Linked DNA regions of Triticum aestivum: region 1 is linked to region 2. Evidence: chromatin contacts called from public Hi-C data. All regions are on one chromosome and are shown on one strand. Each heading gives the region's core, a stretch centred on a gene start, on an enhancer-like site or on the middle of the called end of the contact. The rest is flanking DNA. Distances are from core to core; before and after follow the strand shown.

Region 1 (3,498 bases), core at 863-3,362, 530 kb after region 2:
AAAAACGAAACCAGTGCACGAAAGCAACAGATGTTGCGGATCTTCCCCCAGACCGAGCGAGAAGCTGGCAATGGCATGTCGTTTTGCAAGGAATGTACGTACCAACACCAAGTCACCAGCGCCAGTCGTCCAAAAATAAATACACCGGTAAGTCACTGGCGGCCACTGGCATATCCATCCAGTCCAGAGACCTCAGATCAGACTACCAGAGCATGCAGCTGGCCGCCACCAACCAGCCCGGACGCAAAGGACGGGCAGGTTGGTGCAACCGGCGGTCACAGTCATCACAGTCCCACAGAGCATAGCATGCCTCTCGAGTCGCAGCAAAAATATGCTCCGCGTCGCAATGCTGGATACACTTGACTGTATTCTCTAACGTGGAGCACTATTATTATATATATATATATATATATATATATATATATATATATATATTGAAATTTACGTGGAGCACTTAATATCTGCGAGCATGGCAACGTAAACCGTTGGGGGTGTAGACAGAGTGCAGAGATCTGCATTCCGTCAGGTGAGGTAGGGTAGGGCAGGGCAGCTCTCTTTCCTGCCCAGCCAGCCAAATGGCCTACAGCTTGGCACCAATAATGGCCGGAGAACACAGCCGGAGCCTTTCATCAGGGCAAAGTGGCAGAGGCCGTTAGCAGAGCGGCAGCTTTTGCCCCAGCAGCAGTATTGCAGGGATAAAAGCGAACCCACGATTAAAGTAAATCTACTAAACATCAGCTAAATCATTCTTCCGCAGCAAAGCGCAGCCCTGCCATGTACGTACGTAATGTGATGGCAGTGCGCCAAATGGGTCATCTCGTTCCATCATTGTTCGACAGTTACCGCAGATGTCAATCACACCAGAGCCTTTGCATCGGCAAAACGATTCCTACAGATAGAGGGACTTCCATTGACGCAAAACAACAATCGAGTGGTACAAGAGTGGCACTGTGTTAGATAGATCAATCGACTCGTCACAGACAGCAGGGAATGGCAGAGCCGTGGCAGTGGCGTAATACACTGTAGTAATAACTAGTGACAAGCACAATCACAAATCCGACGAGATGGGGTGGTAAGATCTCTAGCAGGCTTGTATCTACAGTTGCTACCTTGGAATCTCTGATGCTGCCCAGATTCTCCATTCTTTCTTCCCAGACCAAAAACCACGCAAAAGAAAACACACGGTGCACGCAAAGGAGAAAGGAAGCAAAAGAAAATGATAAAGTACGTAGGGCAAGCCACACCACACAGCAGCAGGCAAGCAAGCAGGAACACCTGGCTAGCTTGGCTCCAAGAATTAGGCAGCAGGGCACTGGCAGGTCAGCGCATGCGATCACGTAGAGAGCGCGCGCGGCTCGGCGCTAGCTGCAGCGGCGGTCGGTCACCGGGACTCCTCCTCTGGCCGCCTGGAGGCGCCGGAGAGCGCGGAGAGCAGGTTCAGGTGGTGGTGGTGCCCCTGCGCCACCGACGACGCGTACGCCTGCGCCTCCAGCGACGGGGAGAGGCCCCAGGGTACGGGCCGGGCCTGCAGCGCCTCCCAGAACGACGGCGCCGCCTCGTGCTCGTGGTCCTCGCGCGGCCGCTTCCCGAGGAGGGAGACGGCGGCGGTGGAGGGCGCGGAGGAGCAGGAGAAGACGGCCGGGGTGGTGCCGGAGCCGGTGGCGGCCAGGATGGACGGCTCGGCCTGCCGGAGCAGCCACTCCACGGTCTGCCCGTCCGACTTGAGCCCCAGCTCGCGGGTGAGCTGGAACACGCGCGCCGCGCACACGATCGGCATGCGCACGCGCCGCCCGCGCCCGTTCACCTTGCTGTGCCGGTCCTTGGCGCCCTTCGCCGCCCCCGCCGTTCTCGGCGCCGGCACTCTCACCACGGCGTCGTCCGCGGCCTCGGCCGACGAGAAGCCGGGCATTGCCATCGTCTGGGGCATGAGCGTCGCCGTCGGCATTGCCATGGGCCGGTAGAGCTGGAAGGTGGCGGCGTCGCGAGATGCCATGGCTGCTGGTGGCTTAGCTTTCGTTCGGGTGGCGCACAGATGTGTGGGGAGGTGATCTGATGGGGATGGATGGATGGATAGGGCCTTGTCCGCTTGGTCCCTGACCCTGTGGGGTGCAAATTTATAAAGGGGCTGGAGTTTCATGTGCGTTTTCTTTGTATATTCTTTTTATGCCCTCTGGCTCTGAAACGTCACAAGCATGTACAACAAAGTCATACACATTTCTGAGTGTGCATGTCAGAAAAAAATGCGCATATGAGTCATACACATTTCTGAGTGTGCATGTCAGAAAAAAATGCACATATGAAGCTACATGTTCGACTCTGCATGAGGAAAATACACTGACTTTGTCGGAAATGCACGTATGAAGTTGTTGGTTTGGTTACACATGTCTCTCTGATGAAAAATAATTTGCAAGGAATTGTGACGAAAATTATGATTCCAGCTTGAACATGAGGTGGCCGGTTTTCCTTTGCGAGTTTGAACATGAGGTTTCAGCTTTTGGGGAGCTCCATATGCAATTATTGGGAAGTACGTAAACAGATGGAGGTATCTGAAGTCTGACCCTGAAAACCTGAATGTAGCGCACTTGGGCACTTGGCTCAAGAAATCTGAAGTGCAGTGCAGTGCAGAGGACAGGAGCACTGCAGCCGTGCAGGGACAGCATGGAGCACTGCAGCAGGAGCGCTGTGCAGCACTGTAGGCATTGGGGGGCAGCCCACATGGGGTCTTCGTCCGGTAGCTCTCGCCTCTACGGACGGCTCTATTATGATATTATCTCACCTCACCTTGCTCAAGCCTGTAACATTGATCTGCATAGAAGAACTCTCGAGGTTTACAATTTTCTTGGTCATGCCGCATTCGCATTGCATTCCATTGGCTTCGAGTAGCCCCTCTGAAACGTCATTTGTCATGCCTAGCTCATGCAAAGCGTCCGTATGCAAAGAAAGGAAAAAAAAAAAGACTTGCATGGATGCTGTTACCCTGGAAATGGCGATGGTCTGATGGAGACCCAGCTACATACACAGCAGGTCATTTTCAGCCGATATTCAGCAAGACTGATAAACAGATTTCTGCGAGTCATTTTCAAACAAAAGGCCAGGTTACGGGTGTGGCAGATGGTGCGACGCAGACGGACGGCGATTATCCATGAAGCGCTGAGAGTGGTAGCGGCGGCCAGCAACAATCCATGTAGTAGTTGGATTGCGGGGCGCTGCTCGCCTACATGTGTGGTGGAGCCGCGGCTGCGCAACCGGATCATCGGGGGGATTGACGGCTCGCCAGACGCGACATGTTGCTGTTGCGCCCAGCCTGGACCACATTGGTTGTTCCGGGTCATGATCGCGCTACAACCCTCTTTCCTCTTCCTTGTGCAGCGTACATCGCCATTCCAGTCGGCAGTTGGGCGCCCGTTCCTTTTATTCCGATGACCTACCAGATGTACGAGCGGCATGGCGAATGATTGGGACCATAAACCCTGGGCGCTCAATCCCATGTGCATTCAG
Region 2 (3,101 bases), core at 66-2,565:
CGAAAAAAAACCTACGAAAAAAAATCAGTGGAGGTGGGACGAAAAAAAACCGAACGAAAGTGGCGGGACGAAAAAAAATTTGGAAGCGAGACTACCAACTGCTCCATTAGGAGTAGAGATTTCGCTGTGCCATTTTCCATCTTTTCCGAAGGACGGAACTGGTCGGCCTGAAACCGATCTCGTCTCGTGATCTCCCTTTCCCTCGCCGCGACATCTCCGCTTCGGCTTCGACACGTAGTCCGCGGCGCAGATACGCTGAGACGGCGGCGAGCCCCACCCGAAAGCCAAGATCTGCCTCCGACGAGTAGAGTAGGTAGCTGCGGGCTCTCCATGTGACAAGACAACGCGGCCGGCCGACGTCGCGCGCGCGCGCGCGCATTCATTCGCGCCCAACAAACCATGAACCAAGCCTCGCAGATTCGGGGACGGTGCAGCGGCCGACCTCGCAACGCCCGTGTGGTTGCCGGTTCAAATCCGGGGGACAGAGACGGTATGGCGCCCATGCCGGCCGCGCTTGCCGGTGCACCGCTACCGGGTGGACACGCACGCACTGCGCCCCGGGCCGACGGTTACATGCGATGTTAGGTGAGGCTGCAGGCATGCTGACTCGGTGCTGCGTGGGGTCTGACTCCGAACAGGACGTGTAGATTTGTGGGTAGGGTAGCACGAGCGGAAACTTCGATGGGTGGGCAAGCTCGGCTTGGAAGAGTACCAACTGCCAAACTGTTGTTAGCGGTGTTCTGGTCGATTTTCAGTGAAATGGCTGTGAGTGAGTCATGTTCGCCCTGGTTCCACGTCGATGAATCGATGGATCATGGTTAGAGGTCCATTGCGGCAGCGATCTCGGGAACAAACTCTTGCCGCCCTTGCGTTGGACCGTCAACATTACAAACCTAGATGATGTGTACACATATATGGTCCACGTGCATGCACATATATGGTCTACATGCATGCATGTTACTGATATTATGATACAGTAGTATACTTTTTTTTTTGCGGGAAGATACAGTAGTATACTGTCTGAGTGCAGTGCACGAGACGAAAGTCATCTACACAGGCATGGCATCGATCCCTACAAGAAAACTTATGCATCCTACTGGTCCTTGCACTGCGCATCGATGGGGTCCGTTGTTGCCCCCGACACGGCGCCACCCGCCTTTACCCGTAATCCGGTGGGAGCGAGAATGTGCAGGCACATGGGGCGCTTCCTGGAAAGCGGCAGAGAACCCACCGCACGTAGCCATCTCGCCATGCCATGCCCCGATCCCATAGAGAAATCTCGAATCGCGCTTTCGAGCAAATGAATATACTGCACCTGGCCCTCCCATGGAAATGGAAAGGGGGCAAGGGCCAAGGGCCGCTAAAGCTCCGTCTCTAGCTAGGTTGGCCAGGCCGAATTAGCCAAGGAATGACGCGGCCAGCTCCACACACGAACGTGGACGACCGCGCGCGCCTTTCTGATCCGCCGGTGACTCGGCCGGCCCGGCTGCTGACTCCGCATGTCCGCTGCCTTTGCCAAAAGGATCCACCACCGCGCGCGGCCGCCTATAAAAGCCCGGCCACCGCAGCGGCACTCTGGTACCAATCCCCGATACCTTACTCGCTAAGTTAAGCCACCACCACCAGCGCAGCGCAACGCACGCCGGACCTAGTTGATCGCTCGTTCTTCGTCGAGCTTCCTGCAGCAGCCAGCCAAGATGAAGTCGAGCAGCGGCGGCCATGTCGTGGGAGTCCCGGTGACCTCCAAGGCGTATGGGATTGAGGAGAAGGCGCCGTCGGCCAGGGACGGCCAGTCGTTCAGGAAGGCCGACGGCGACCACCTTGCTGTCTCCTTGACGAATCCTAGCCCCTACACTTCTTTCGGCTACAAGCACAGTAGGTCCCGATCATTCATGCATGCATGGCCATATTTTGCCATCGAACTTCTGACGCATGCATGCAAGAGCAAAGATGTTGAGGCTTATGCTAGTGTGTTGATTCTGCAGGCAGCAAAGGTCAGGTTGTCCACTGGGTGAGCAAGCTGAGCAGAAGGGCGCAAGGCTTCCGTGAGCATGGTGAGTAGCACGCACTCGATCGTGCATGCATGTTTCTTCTGTAATTCAATGGCTGTTAAATGTTGGTGCGTGAAAGGTGCTTGTGTTCTGACCAACATTGTTCACCGTATGCAGTGACCCTGGGTCCCAAGATATCGGAGACCGTGAAGGGGAAGCTGAGCCTGGGGGCCAAGATCCTGCAGGCCGGCGGGATCGAGCGCGTGTTCCGGAAGGCGTTCACGGCCGAGAAGGGCGAGCGGCTGGTGAAGGCGCTGCAGTGCTACCTCTACACCACCGGCGGCCCCATCGCCGGGATGCTCTTCGTCTCCACCAAGAGGATCGCCTTCCGCAGCGACCGGCCCGTCACCGTCACCTCCCCCAGGGGCGACGTGGCGCGCGTCTCCTACAAGGTGGTCGTCCCGCTCAAGCGGATCGACAAGGTGCGGCCGAGCGAGAACGTCGACCGGCCGGAGGAGAAGTACATCCACGTCGCCACCGTCGACGGCTTCGAGTTCTGGTTCATGGGCTTCGTCAGCTACCAGAGGTCCTGCAAGTACATGCAGCAGGTCATCGGCGGTGCCGAGCTGCAATGACTAGCCGAGCGGAGGAAGACGCGAGGCCCGCCGTTTGTTCCGTCGGCACGATGAGAAGTGGAGTTGCGGGCTGCCGCTGCTGCTGCGCCATCTTTTGCTGTGGAGCAGCAGGAGCAGCCCTGGCTGGAATTGCTCGATCTTATTTCGGATCGGAGCAACTTGGATCCTTCCGCGTACGATTTGGATTGGCTTATGTTTTTCCAAGCGATTGCTTAATTTGTACTAGGATGGACAAAGAAATTAACCGTGCTGCATGTGAATGAATGGGAAGGCAGTTGTTCAAAATTATTGTCCTTATGCATGATCTTAACTCTTAAGCTTCCATATATCGAATTTGCGAAAATATGAGACGAATACAATTGAACCAACTAGTATCAGGCCGCTTCTAGGGGGTGCAAACGAGTCGACTTTAAGCAACCTAGACATACCTAGGCTCAGCACATGTTAACAAGGAGCTAGCTCAACAGAACTCTAG

What was found. Hi-C and Micro-C count contacts between places; a contact is called where the count stands out from the background.
Region 1: a contact with region 2 is called in a Hi-C map of leaf, with 7 times the contacts expected there. The contact joins the promoter of LOC123041668 here to the promoter of LOC123041663 in region 2. A contact is called at or near these places in 2 of 5 Hi-C or Micro-C datasets (both in leaf).

Annotation. Positions count from the first base shown.
Region 1 is chr2B:565,257,124-565,260,621 of IWGSC CS RefSeq v2.1, forward strand. LOC123041668 (transcription factor TCP7) reads right to left here and starts at 2,113. Exons shown (of 1, transcript XM_044464251.1): 1 at 933-2,113. The coding sequence starts at 1,993. The coding sequence ends at 1,382.
Region 2 is chr2B:564,725,818-564,728,918 of IWGSC CS RefSeq v2.1, forward strand. It overlaps LOC123041663 (GEM-like protein 4), which reads left to right and starts at 1,316. Exons shown (of 3, transcript XM_044464247.1): 1 at 1,316-1,875; 2 at 1,986-2,054; 3 at 2,169-2,911. The coding sequence starts at 1,698. The coding sequence ends at 2,626. LOC123046059 (a long non-coding RNA gene) reads right to left here and starts at 401. Exons shown (of 6, transcript XR_006421924.1): 1 at 1-401.